2 separate regions of the Sus scrofa genome follow, and region 2 is linked to region 1. The links are chromatin contacts, called in public HiChIP or PLAC-seq maps. All regions are on one chromosome and are shown on one strand. Each heading gives the region's core, a stretch centred on a gene start, on an enhancer-like site or on the middle of the called end of the contact. The rest is flanking DNA. Distances are from core to core; before and after follow the strand shown. Region 1 holds the start of LOC100518827. Region 2 holds the start of YTHDC2 (probable ATP-dependent RNA helicase YTHDC2).

Evidence for each region. HiChIP or PLAC-seq counts read pairs in DNA pulled down with a chosen protein or histone mark.
Region 2: an H3K27ac HiChIP or PLAC-seq map of skeletal muscle shows a contact between it and region 1, with 10 times the contacts expected there. The contact joins the promoter of YTHDC2 here to the promoter of LOC100518827 in region 1. A contact is called at or near these places in 2 of 5 promoter capture datasets (fetal skeletal muscle and skeletal muscle), 22 of 47 Hi-C or Micro-C datasets (adipose tissue, alveolar macrophages, brain and 13 more) and 2 of 2 datasets of contacts at active chromatin or transcription factors (alveolar macrophages and skeletal muscle).

Annotation. Positions count from the first base shown.
Region 1 is chr2:117,506,011-117,512,907 of Sscrofa11.1, forward strand. LOC100518827 reads right to left here and starts at 1,597. Exons shown (of 4, transcript XM_013995035.2): 1 at 1,524-1,597. The coding sequence starts at 1,597. It overlaps NREP (neuronal regeneration-related protein), which reads left to right. Exons shown (of 7, transcript XM_021084633.1): 1 at 1-9.
Region 2 is chr2:118,000,386-118,007,407 of Sscrofa11.1, forward strand. It overlaps YTHDC2 (probable ATP-dependent RNA helicase YTHDC2), which reads left to right and starts at 3,017. Exons shown (of 31, transcript XM_021084629.1): 1 at 3,017-3,181; 2 at 5,459-5,496. The coding sequence starts at 3,156.

The DNA of each region.
Region 1 (6,897 bases), core at 347-2,846:
TGAGGAAGAGTAAGGTCATTAATTTCAGAAATATTTATTGAGTACTTAGTATGCTTCATGCTCTTTTCTAAATGCCTGGCAGTCAGGTGTGAATGAGACAGACTAGTTGCGTGAGAAAGACACAAAACAGGTAACATGGACACTGTTAAGTCCAGATAGTGTAAGTACCAAAAAAGAAACAAAAGGGGGTAAAATGTGATAGAGACGCGCTGTTTGGTAGGAATCTAGTGCAAACAAGGAATATTATTTTATATATTTATTTTATTTGTTTTTCTAGGGCCGCACCCGCTGCATATGGAGGTTCCCAGGCTAGGGGTAGGGGTTGAATCAGAGCTGTAGCTGCTGGCCTTCACCATGGCCACAGTAGCTTGGGATTCAAGCCGCATCGGTGACCTACACCATAGCTCATGGCAATGCCGGATCCTTAACCCACTTTGTGAGGCCAGGGATGGAACTGTGTCCTCATGGATACTGGTCGGGTTCCTTAACCGCTGAGCCACAATGGGAACTCCATGAATGTTATTTTAAATGTTGGAAAAGCCGCAAAAAAAGGTAAAAGGAACCAGCTAAATTAATCTTAACAGTAATTCACCATGTGCTCAATATTGTCATTGCAACCTGTAATCAATATAAAATCATTGATGATGTATTTGCATTTTTTTATTCGTACTAAGTCTTCAAAGTCCAGTATATATCTTATATTACCAGTACATTTGAGTTCAGACTAGTCCCATTTCAGGTGCTCAGAAGCAGGCCTTGGCCAGTGTCGCTGGAGCAGTGGCAGGAGGGCAGGGTGGCTTGAGATGCAGTGTAGGTGACAGGCAGGAGCAAATCCTGTCAGGCTTTGTACCTGTGGTAAGGAGTTGGGATTTTATGCTGAAATTTTAGAAGCGATCAGTACCAGAAAGAAAGTTGAGGTGGTTAATTGGCTTTATGCTGATAACCATTCCTCATTGAAAGGATAGAGGCTGCAGTCATTTGGGCTGACTGGTAGCACCTGGGGCTCCCTGCACCTGTAAGTCCTAGTAGAGACTTATTCAGGGACCACCTCCCAGGACCTTTCTTTGTTTCTTTGAAGCAAAAAGAAACAGAAAAGAAAGAAAAAGAGGGAGGGAGGAAAGAAAAAAAAAAAAAAAAAAAAAAAGGAGAGAGAGGAAGGAAAGGAAGGAAGGACGAAGAAAACATAAAATGCAAGCCCATAGCCCAGTGGTCGTCACACCAGGATTAGCCTGAATGATAACATCAATGTTGGGACAGTAGGGACAGTGACCATCCAGAAGTAAATGTGTAATGATTATGGGAGGTAAAGAACTCTAAGGACTTCACTAGGAAGTCTCTCTCATGTCTGGGGAGAGAAAGGTTGGGGAAGGAGAGGGACTCCTCAAAAAGTGTTACTGAAAGACACTGAAAGGTACAATGTGAGGATTATACCAAATTTCAATCTTACCTTCTTGCTAGAGAAAGTCGGGAAATTTCCTTGGGCTGGAGCAGCTAGCAAATCTAGGTTTAGATTCATCTCTCACTCTTGTTCTTTTGGGTAAATGATCACCTCTGTAAGCCCACGGTTCCTCTTGTCCAGGATAATACCTTTACCCATGTACCACATAGGTTTAAAGAATGAAGGCAGGTTTGTTGAATCATCTAGCACTGGTTAGTACATAGTGACACCCAATTAATGACTCTCATGAGCCTGACTCTTCTTGTTTACTGCCACCGCAGGTAAGGAACCTTGGTGGGTTGAGTTTCTTAAGGAAGCCGGGCAGGGGACTATGTTGCTGTGCGTGGTTTTTTTTAAGGGCTTGACATTTTGTTCCGACCTGATTCTTTCCTATGTGCCCCTTATACCTCTTCCCTAAACTCTGGATGGTTCAAGAATAGATAGAGGGGAGACATGTGTTTCACTTACTGGATTAATGTTGGTGTCAGGAAATTAATTCTAAATTCTTCATCGTCCTGTCTGCCTTGACCTCACGTAGCCTGGTAAGGAAAATCCAGTAATTAAGCCAATGCAAGCAGAAAGGACATGAGAAAATGATAGGGGATATTTTCTGCCTAGTTTCCCCTCCATCCTTGCCTGCTGGAGTGATGGCCTTGTGGAAGGATGTACAAGCTTCATACAGAGTGAGTGCGAGCATGGGACACGTTCAGTTTCCTTGTCCGGTGTGGTAGCAGAGTAATGGTCCTTCACACATCCTAATCCCCAGAACCCGTGAATATGTTTCATTACACAGTAAAACAGGGCTTTGCCCACGTGGTTAATGTGAGGGACTGAGAGATGAGAAAATAAAAAATGAAGAGGAAAACAGGAGAGTCAGAGATGGGGCAGAAGAGAAGGCTGGAGAAGACAAACTTCCATTGCCTTTGAAGATGGAGGAGGAAGATCTTTGAAGCCAAAGTGTATAGACAGCCTCTAGGAGCTGGGAATGGCCCTCAGCTGACAGCCAGCAAGGAAACAGAGACTTCATTTCTACAACTATATGGAACTTAATTCTGCCAACCACCTGAGTGAGCATGGAAGCAGATTCTCCTCTGGAATCTCCAGAAAAGAACACAGCCCTCTGATGCCCTGATTTTAGCCCAGTGAAACTCACGCCAGATTTCCAAACAACAGAGCTATGATAATACATTTGCGTTGTTTTAAGTTGCTAAATTTGTGTAAACTTGTTAACGGCAGCAGGAGAAAACGAATAACACACTGTTAGGAGTGGAGAGTGAAAAGTGTGTTGTTTTTCTTATTCTGCTCCTTGTCCCACTAATTTTCTTATCAGGAGCATAAGTAAGATTTTGCAGATAAGGTATGCACATTTGGTTTTAAAGTGCTTAATCATTATGGGGTTGACATTTTGGTTTTTTTGGTGTTAGGGATCTGATTTATTTATTTATTTATGTTTGTCTTTTTAGGGCCACACGCAAGGTATATGGAGGTTCCCAGGCTAGGGGTCAAACTGGAGCTATAGCCACTGGCCTACACCACAGCCAGAGCAACACCAGATTTTTAACCACTGAGCGAGGCCAGGGATTGAACCTGCATCCTCATGGATGCCAGTCAGATTCGTTATCGCTGAGCCCTGACGGGAACTCCAGCATCTGATTTAATAGCCAGTAGATATTAAATAATACTTTTTGTGATTTAGAACCGTTTGTAGTTTTTCTTTGGATTTTCTCTTTAAGCAATCACATCTGCAGCTTTCTTCCTTTCTACATCTACCGCGTGTGTGTGTGTGTGTGTGTGTGTGTGTGTGTGTGTGTGTGTGTGAGAATGTTTGAATGCCCAGCGTGCAGATAGACATCCTTGTTTGGTTCACGACTTTAAAGGAATGCTCTTAAAGCTTATTTCTTACAGTTTACTGGGTTAGGGAAGTGTCCTTTTTTCAGCTTGCTATTTTTCTTATCTTGAATAGATGTCAAATTTTATTACATTTTTTCTGCCTCTATTAAGATGGACATAGAGTTTTTTCTTATAATTTGTTAATGAGGTGAATTGCATTAATCAATACATTTTCTAATATTGAACCAATCTTAACATTTCTGGAAGATACCGTATTTGTCATTTCAAAAAATACTTTGTTTAGAATTACTGCATTTATGTTTACGGACAAGAGGGGACTGTGGATATCTTTTTTATGTGGTCTTTGATAGTTTCGATGTTAGAACTATACAGATATCTACTTAATATTAGTAATTTGTTTCTGAAAATCAGCTGTTCTATTCAAAAACATTAACTGGGAGCCTACTTCCCTTCATTTTAAATGGTTAAATGATAATGAGCTACTTGTTTTTTGTTTTTTTTTGTCTTTTCTAGGGCCGATCCTATGCCACATGGAGGTTCCCAGGCTAGGGGTCTAAGAGCTGTAGCCACTGGCCTACACCAGAGCCACAGCAACGTGGGATCCAAGCCGCATCTGCACCCTACACTACAACTCATGGCAACGCCAGATCCTTAACCCACTGAGCAAGGCCAGGGATCTAACCCACAACCTCATGATTCCTAGTCGGATTCCGTTAACCACTGAGCCACGACAGGAACTCCGAGCTACTTGTTAACCCAAACCAATTTCCTGAAATGTGATATAATAAACAAACCTGTTTTAAACAGTAAACTATAACATAAGGCTGTAAATGTCCATAACATTGCTTCCTGATTACCAAACAATATAGTTGTATAATAAATAGTTGCTTTGTTGGAAATAATATATTCACTTTCATTGTTACTGCTTTACTGCTTGATTTGCTTCTTTCTCCATGGATCTTTTAACGTTTTCTCAGCTTTTTTGGTTCTCATAATACAAAACTGTGAGGGAAAAAAGGACAATATGAAATATGAAAGGCATTATGGGAATGTGGCAGAGAATGAGTCAGGCTGAAGGTGATCTTTAGTGCTGCTTTTATCACCAGTAGTGTTTGTGCGGCATATCCCCTTCATTGACTCTTGGTATGTTTTTTGATTTGCTGATGCATGATGCTTCCAAAATTTTACTAGTTGGGTTTGTGATGTAACTCAGGGCATTTCCTGCACTTTTGTTGTTATTTTTGGTAAAAATGTATTGAGGAATTCTCATGTGGCCCAGTGGGTTAAGGATCCAGTGTTTTCACTGCTGTGGCTCAGGTCACTGCTGTGGTGTGGGTTCAGTCCCTAGCCCCAGAACTTCTGTGTGCCCGGGGCATAGCCAAAAAAATAAATAAATAAACCTCACTTTTAGAACTATCTGGGTCTAGTATATTCTTTGTAGGAAGATTTTATTTTATTTTTTTATTTTTTATCTTTTTAGGGCCACACCTGAGGCATATGGAAATTCCCAAACTAGGGCTGGAATCAGAGATACAGCTGCTGGCCTATGCCACAGCCACGACACTGGCTCCAAGCCACATCTGCGACCTACACCACAGGTCATGGCAATGCTGGCTCCTTAACCTACTGAGTGAGGCCAGGGATCAAACCCACATACTCATGGATACTAGTCAGTTTTCATTACCACTGAGCCACAAGGGGAGCTCCTATAGGAGGATTTTAAACTAATAAATTAATTTCTTTAACGATTGTAAAACTGTAGAGGTTTTTTCTTCTTTTGTTTTTTCGTCTTTTTGCCATTTCTTGGGCCGTTCTCGCGGCATATGGAGGTTCCCAGGCTAGGGGTCCAATTGGAGCTGTAGCCACCAGCCTACACCAGAACCATAGCAACGCAGAATCTGAGCCACATCTGTGACCTACACCACAGCTCACAGCAACACCGGATCCTTAACCTACTGAGCAAGGCCAGGGATTGAACCCGTTACCTCATGGTTCCTAGTCGGATTCGTTAACCACTGCGCCACGACGGGAACTCCCAGGTTTTTTCTTATTTAGTCATCCTTTGACAAGTCATCCTTCCGAGGGATGTATCCATTCTGCATGGTTTAAAGTTTGTTTATCCAGGAAGCACAGAGTCCCAAAGAAGATCAACCCAAAGAGGATAACTCAAGACAAGTGTTAATTAAAATGGCAAAAATTAAAGATTAAAAGGGACTATTAAAAGCAGTAAGAGAAAAGCAACAGTTACTCTAAAGGAACACCCAGAAGACTATGAACTGCCTCTTCAGCAGAAACTCTGCAGGCCAGAAGGGAGTGGCAAGATATATTTAAAGTGGTGAAAAGGTGCCGGGGGGGGGGGGGGGGGGGGGGGGAGGAGGGAGGGGGGTGGTGGCTACAACCAAGAATACACTGCCTGTCAAGGCTTACATTCAGATTTGATGGTGACATAAAAAGTTGTACAGACAAGCAAAAGCTTAAAGAGTTCAGTACCATCAAATCAGCTTTACAAGAAATATTGAAGGGGCTTCTCTTAAGCCAGAAACAAAAGGCTACAACTAGAAACATGAAAATCACAGTAGGAAAAACTCACTGGCAAAGGCAAATATGCAGTAGAAAGTCAGCTATGTACAAAGCTAGAAGTAAGGCTAAAATACAAAGGTAGTAAAATCATCTATATCTGCAATAAGTAGTTAAGGGATATGCAGAACAGAAAGATGTCAGAAACAGTAATTGTGGGAGGGGGAGTGAAAATATAGGCAGCCCCTGGGTATGTGCTAGATTAGAAGCCTACTCCTCAGGTCATACCTATTATATGCAAATAGCCTCTTTTGGAAAGACTGGGCAGGTTCAGTCTGCTGGTTCTGTGCTGGCCCTTGGGGATTAGCCAGGGTGACTCTGTGTGAGTCCTTTCTGAACTTTTATTTATTTATTTATTCGGGCCACAGCTGTGGCATACGGAGGTTTCCAGGCTAGGGATCACATTGAAGCTGGAGCTGCTGGCCTGTACCACAGCCACAGCAATTTGGGATTCTTAACCTGCTGAGCAAGGCCAGGGATCCAACCCTCATCCTCATGGATACTAGTCGGATTTGTTTCCGCTGAGCCACAACAGAAACTGAGAAGATCTGAGCTATCCTTTAGATCTCTGTGGCTTGTGGTTCTCATGGATGCCAGCCCCTCTGGCATTTCAAAAATGGATGTTTTAGGCACCCATTGCTCAGGTGAGGTCTTCAAAGTTGGGGTACTAGGTATGAAGCCTAAACCCATCACTCCTCAGGGAGAAGCTGGGGGTTGTGAGTTCCGTCCCGGTTGGGCCATTGCTGCACCAGGAATGGGGTTTATGGTGAAATTGGTTCTCAGCCACTCCTCCTCAGTTTGATGTGGGTTTTTCCTCGTTTGCCCAATGTGTAGAAATCAGGTGGTTTCTGGATTTCTTTCCGAGGGAATTATTTCGTATGTAGCTGTTGATTTGATGTGTCTATGGGAGGATGAGGTCAGGAGCCTCTGACATTGCCGTCATGAGCCAGCTCCTAATGCTGAGTTTCTTGTGTCAGTTATTACACATTATTTTTCCAGGATTTCTCTTTGGTTCTTTTCCAAAGATGTAG
Region 2 (7,022 bases), core at 1,767-4,266, 500 kb after region 1:
GTCCTTTCTTGAAGAAAGAACTGTGTGATGTGTCTCCATATTCATCACAGTTCACTCTTTGAGCCATTTGCATCCAATTATTCATATATGTTTGGAGAACAGCTTGTCTTAAATCCTTGTGGGACTCTCAGGTGGAATCTTAGAAGAAGTTTCCCATCACCAAGAAGTGATGGGAAAAAGTACAGTTCCAATGACTGGTGCTGGGCTTGTGGGGCCTAACTGATCTTATTGTCTCCCTTCCCCATCAGTATGTATAGAGTCCCCTCACTCTCAGAGAGCTGGCCTTGGTGGCTTACCTAGTTATACAGCCCAGATCCTCATCTCTGACTGTGTCCTTGTTCATTTACCGTTATAACTGAACAAGAGGGTATGAAGTGGTGCCTGAATTATCACTCAACATATTCCTCTTTGTCCCTATTGTATAATGTAGCCCTGCTTCTTCCTAACCAATGGGGTAAATTACCTTAGCCAAGATGGTGACTTTTCTTTTTGTCTACTGATATCTACATCCCTTGGTGGAAGACTTCCAAGATTTTTTTTTTTTTTTTTTTTTTTGCTTTTTAGGGCCATACCCATAGCATATGGAGTTTCCCAGGAGAGGAGTCTAATAGGAGCTACACCTGCCGGCCTACACCATAGCCACAGCAACACCAGATCTGAGCCATGTCTGCGACCTACACCACAGCTCACGGCAATGCCAGGTCCTTAACACACTAACTAGCAAGGCCAGGGATTGAACCCGCAACCTCATGGTTCCTAGTCAGATTCGTTTCCACTGCACCACAACAGGCACTCCAAAACCAACATTTTTAACCTTGGAGGTCCCATTGTGGCTCAATGGGTTAGGAACCCAACATAGTCTCCATGAAGATGTGGGTTTGATCACTGACCTTGCTCAGTGGGTTAAGAATATAGCACTACTGCAAGCTGCAGCATAGGTCTCAGTTGTGGCTTGGATCCAGTGTTGCCATGGCTGTGGCATAGGCCTCAGCTGCTGCTCCAATTTGACTCCTTGCCTAGGAACTTCCATATGTCACAGGTGTGGCTGTAAAAACTAAAATAAGAAGGAGAATAAGGAGGAGGAGGAGAGGGAGGAGAAAAAGAAGAAGGAAAAGAAGAGAAGTTCATTTCTAACTAACCCTCTAAAGACAAAAGCTTTGCAAACAGGAAGCACCTATTTCCCAAAAGGGCCATGGGAAGTCAAGGTATGTGTGGTCACTTCTACTTCCACTTCTTGGCTTCTAGACCTATATAGTCTTCCTAATGCAGCCCTATATGAACACTTTGTTAGTCAAGGTATAGCCTGTGTCCTGGAAGATGGACACCATCCTCATAAAGTATCAGCCTCAAGCTGGCACTTTAGCTGTGCTTTCTGGAGGCTGTTCTACTTCTCTTCCCAAAAGCTTCTTGGTGGGACAGTATGTAATATGAACAGTGGATCCCATGGTCACAAGCCCCCTCCTGTGCTTCAGGTAATGTGTGTTAACTGACTTGACATAACATCATGTGGGATTCTAGGTCCATAGAGTGAACATTCTGTAAGCCCTTGAATGGTGATACTGGCTGAATCCTTGAAGGTGGGAAAGGAAAGCCCATACCAAAAATATATGTCTAGCATGAGCATGAATCACTGGCCCTTTCAGACTAAAGGTGGTCCAACATAGTCAACTTAGGATCAGATAGTCAGTTCATTCTAGGAATGTTGCCATATTGGAGCCCCAGCATTAGTCTCTGCTAATTGTACGCAAGACATTTGGCAGCAGGAGCAGTAATGTCAGCCTTTGTTGGTTGGGTAACCATGCTGCTGGGTCCAGGCATAGCCTCCATTTCTATCACCATGGCAATTTCATCTGTATGCCCATTGTGCTGGTGTCATCTGACTTAGTCATTTTGCTTACTTAGTTGCTTAGTACCTCTTCTGTGGTTAATGCTCTTTGGTGGACCTTAAAATGTGATAGAAAGGTCTTCACATTTTTTACCCATTCACAGTTGTCTTTTCTTATGTCTCTACCTTGTCCTCTTTGTCTTCCTGTCTTTCCAGTCTTCCTGCTGTCATGCCACCATCTATGAATTGTATCTATTCTAATGTGAGCTGTTTCTCTGTATACAAAGTGACCACTTGAAACTCTGCCCATTGAGAAGATTTTTCTTTGCTCCAGTTTTGGTTCTCAGAGAAGATACATGGAGGTAGAATTTGGTGTGTAGGATATCTAGTAAAGAGTGTCCTTGAAAGGATGGAAAAAAGAGAAAGGAAGCAAGATTAGGTAGAGGGAGAAGTACAGCTTGGTGTGGACCTGATGGTGTTATTTGACCTGATAGGAAGCTCTGGAGTTAAAAAAATCTTTTAGAGTTTTCATGTGTTGCCCTTTCATGGCTGGACCTTCAGTCTCCACCTCAGTTGGTCACTGGGTGTAGACTGCTCTATGGGAAAGTTGTGACCTTCTTCAAGGTATTTCTTGGAGACTGAGTCAACCCCTGAATAATTTGACAGCTAACAGCTGCCACTGATGATACTCTTGAAGAGGGATTGGGTGACACATCTCTGTGTCCACAGAGAATCAGGTAGTCTGATTCTATGTATGCTATTTCCTGGGTGATCTTGTGTAAATTGCTTAACTGTTCTGAGTTTTGCTTTCCTCGTCTTTAAAACGAGGGTCATAGTAGTACTTATTTCCTAGGGATTTTGTGAAGTTCCAGAATATAATTCATGTAAAGCACATTATATGGAGCACCAGGAAAAGCCCATTGAAGATTCACTGTTATTATTTTTTATTAGAAAACTGGATCAGGCTATGCTTCAGCATATTTCCAGGATCTTTATTGTTGAATAGTGATCAAGAGAACTTCTCCTTTAAAGTATTATCTGTTTTTTTAAATTTCTGGGTTCAGATATAGGAAGTTAGCTGTACATTATTTAGATTCAAGTCTCTGGGGAAGAAGTCTGGCTTTTTTTTTTTTTTTGTACGCACAACTCCTCTTATATGTAAGAAGCTTGCGCTTCTTCCTTCAACTAAAGGGTATGGGAAACACAAGAGGAAATCTTGCAGCAGGCTGAGTGTGTGGATGGCTGTGTGTCATCATGACCCTCTCATGACCTCAGATAATGACTGACTCTCCAGCTACGTCCACCCCAGCCACAGAGGGTCCGGCAGGCTATGAAGAGGAGCATTCCATCTGGCAGGTACCCAATGCTGGTTGACTTGAAATAATCACGAACTGATTATCATTTCTTGTAAGCGGCCTAAGTATCCTGGATTTAAGATGAGCAACTCTACTTTGTGAGGGATCACACTGGCCCCCAGTGAAGGAAAAAATGAACCAAAGAACCCTAAAGAAAAGAGCTCCAACCCAACATCTTAGACAAAGTCCCTAGGGCAGTGGTTTCCAAACTTCAGATTGTAACCCATAAAAAGCAAAATTATTTTAGTGGATGGTGACCAGGTTTTTTTTTTTTTTTTAAATGGGCTAATAAAATAGAAAATATCTAAATATATTTAGTGTGGAAATCTTATGTATTGTTTCAGAAAACTTTTTCATTGGTGCACGTACTTTTTTTCTGGAATACCATACAAAAAGAGTGTATATCTGGTTGCATAGCTTCTTGAAACACACAACCTTGGGAAGACACAGCAAGAACAATTATCCTGACATTCTTAACCCAGAAGCCTTACTTGTCTTTCCTTTCTTTTGATCTCTTAATTCTTCCCATTTCATTCACCTTCTGTTCACCATACCTGGGGTGATTGGGAGAGAATGCATTTTATTTCTTTGTCTCCTGTGCCCCTTCTCGGTTCCAGGTGGTGCCTGGGTGAAATTAACAGGCCTGACATCCCTATTTCTCTCATCTCTGGGGCAAAGCAGTCAAGAATAAGCAAACTGCTGGATTCTGGGAGGGGGTTGGAGTAGCCTTTTTATCTGAGATGGGTGATGCCAATGAAAAAATTACAGAAAATCTCATTTGGATCCTCAAACCTAGGTTGCTAGACAGAAATCTAGAGTCCATGTGCAGAGGCAGTATTTGAAGCAAAAGTGGGGGAGGAAGGGTTGATCTTGCAGTGCTGAAATGGGAAGAGGGGAGGCTGAAGGAAAGGATTTCCCAAATGAGAACATCCACAGCAATGCTTCATGATCTGAAAATGAGGAAAGCTAAAAACCTATAAAACTATTTCTTAACCTACCAATTTAAGTATTTTAAATATGACCAAAAGGAGATAATAAGGGTGTGTGTTACATGGGTGTATCCATTTCCAAGTTATACAGCTAATTGTGCATTTCAGTATATATACATTTTACTTAAAAAAAAAAAAAAAGGCCCCTCCCACTATGTAAGGATACAGTGAGAAGCCTCCAGCTCTGAACTGGGGAGGGGACTCTCACTAGCGAAGGAGACAATGCTGATGCCTTGATCTTGAATTTCCAGCCACCAGATCTATGAGAAATAAATTTCTGCCCCCCGCCCCTGTTTTTTAAATAATTGAGGAGCTCCCATTGTGGCTCAGTGGTAACAAACCTTACTAGTATCCATGAGGATGCAGGTTCGATCCCTGGTCTCACTCAATCAGTGGGTTAAGGATCTGGTGTTGTAGTGAGCTGTGGTGTAGCTTGCAAATATGGCTTGGATCTGGCATTGCTGTGGCTGTGGTGTAGGCCAACAGCTGCAGCTCTGGTTCGACCCCTAGCTTGGGAACTTCCACATGCCTCAGATGTGGCCCTGAAAATCAGAAGAAAAAAAAAGAAGATAATTGAGTTAGAGTGGGAAGTATAAGGAGGTAAAGATGGGTCGAGAATGGATGATTATTGATTAATGGGTGATGCGTACACGGGATTCATTATACTATTATATTTATTTTGTGTTAGAAAATTTGCACTATATCTCAAATGCCTTGAACAGTTTTCCTTGTATTAATCCATCCAAGTGGTGATATTATCTTTATCTCAAATCAACGTGGAAGCAATAAATGGGCTACACTGCATCCACATTCTTTTTTTCTTTTTTCTTTTGTCTTTTTTAGGGCTGCACCTGTGGCATATGGAGATTCCCAGGCTAGGGGTGGAATCAGTGCTGTAGCCACTGGTCTATACCAGAACCACAGCAATTCCAGATCCGAGCTGTGTCTGCGACCTATACCACAGCTCACACAATGCCAGATCCTTAATCCACTGAGCAAGGCAAGGGATTTTGTGTTAGAAAAAAAAGCCAGACTTCTTCCCCAGAGACTTGAATCTAAATAATGTCGAATCCACAACCTCATGGTTCCTAGTTGGATTCGTTTCTGCTGTTCCACGACCGGAACTCCTGCTTCCACATTCTTAACTGCTCCCAGCAGCCAAGTCTTCCAAGATCTCCAGGAGAGACATACTGACCATGGTCATATGGGTAATCAGAAGAGATCTAAGAGAGACAGTAGATTTGTGTCTGAAAATGATTAAATCCAGCATTTCTCCATTGACTCCACAGATCTCTTCAATGTCCAACCTTTCGAGGAAACTGTGAAGGTAAGAAGAGACTTTTGCTTGTTGTTTCAGTAGTGTATTGATAACTAAGGAGGCAGTAAGACCTGTACCCATCTAGAAAGTGCCCGATGTTGTGAATTATGACTAGAAGAGGTAGGGGGCAACAGCTGGCAATTCAACACATTTGGTTTCCTCTCATAGGAAGCCACAATCTAATCTTTAAGCATGGAACCCGCAGAGTTTCTTGCTCAGGGCTAAGAATATAAAGTCTTGCTGGGGAGTTCCCTTCATGGCTCAGTGGTTATCAAACCCGACTCGGATGCCTGAGAATGCGGGTACGATCCCTCACCTCACTCAGTGGGTTAAGGATCTGGTGTTGCTGTGAGCTGTGGTATAGATCACAGACACAGCGTGAATCTGGTGTTGCTATGGCTGTGGTGCAGGCTGGCAGCTGTAGCTTCTATTCGACCCCTAGCCTGGGAAATTCCATATGCCATGGGTGCGGCCCTAAAAGAAAAGCAAAAAGTAAAAATAAAAAATAAAAATAAATAAATAAAGGCTTGCTAGTGAGGAAATGGTCACCTTCATCTGCCTCCTCCTTAACAGTTTCAGAGTGAGAGTGTGCAGTCAGAGGCTGGTCTTGATGTCTAATGACAGAAGACAGAACTGGTGCCCTGACATGATGTGCTAGAAAGGCATTCTAGTCTTGAATCTTCAAGTATTGGACAGTCCATCCAGCTAAGCTATACTTTCATTTCCTTATCTGTAAAATGATTCAGCTGAATTCTAAAGGTCCCTTTTATTTCTAAAATTCTATGATTCATTTGCCATAGTTAAAGTCTCAGTCACTCATTACATTGGCGACCTATCAATAAGGCAGCATTTTCCTCTCTCATGCATTACCTAATTCTTTCTTTTTTAAAAATTGAAGTATATATATAGTTGATTTACCGTACTGTGATAGTCTCAGGTAAGGGTCTCACAAACAGAGAGAGTAATAATTACTTCTAAGTGGTGATTTAGGACATAATGAGATAGAGTCCCAAGTACCTAATATCTTCACTAGCTGTAGCAGTTCCTAAATTACACTAGAAGAAATTTGTTTCTTTACATTTTAGAGGGTCCTCTTTAAGACTCCTTTATTAAAATGGAAATTCCCCAGAAGACTACTCAGGCTTAGCACTGATTTAAAACTTTATGGAAGAAATCTGTTAGATAGGTCTTGTGGGCAGGAGGAGAGGAAGGGGCTGAAGAAAATTCCAAACATCAAAGTGTATGCACTGTACTTCCTTTTCTTCAGTTTTTATAATGATTTTTATTTTTTCCATTATAGCTGATTTACAGTGTTCCGTCAATTTTCTACTGTACAGGCAGGTGACCCAGTCACACATACATGTATACATTTTTTTTTTCTGATTTCCAGACAAAACTTTCCTTGAAAAAGAAACATGCACCTGCATGTGCATCACAGCGCTATTCACAATAGCTAAGACATGGAAACAACCTAAATGTCCATTGGCAGATGAATGGATTATATATACACAATGGAATACTACTCAGCCATAAAA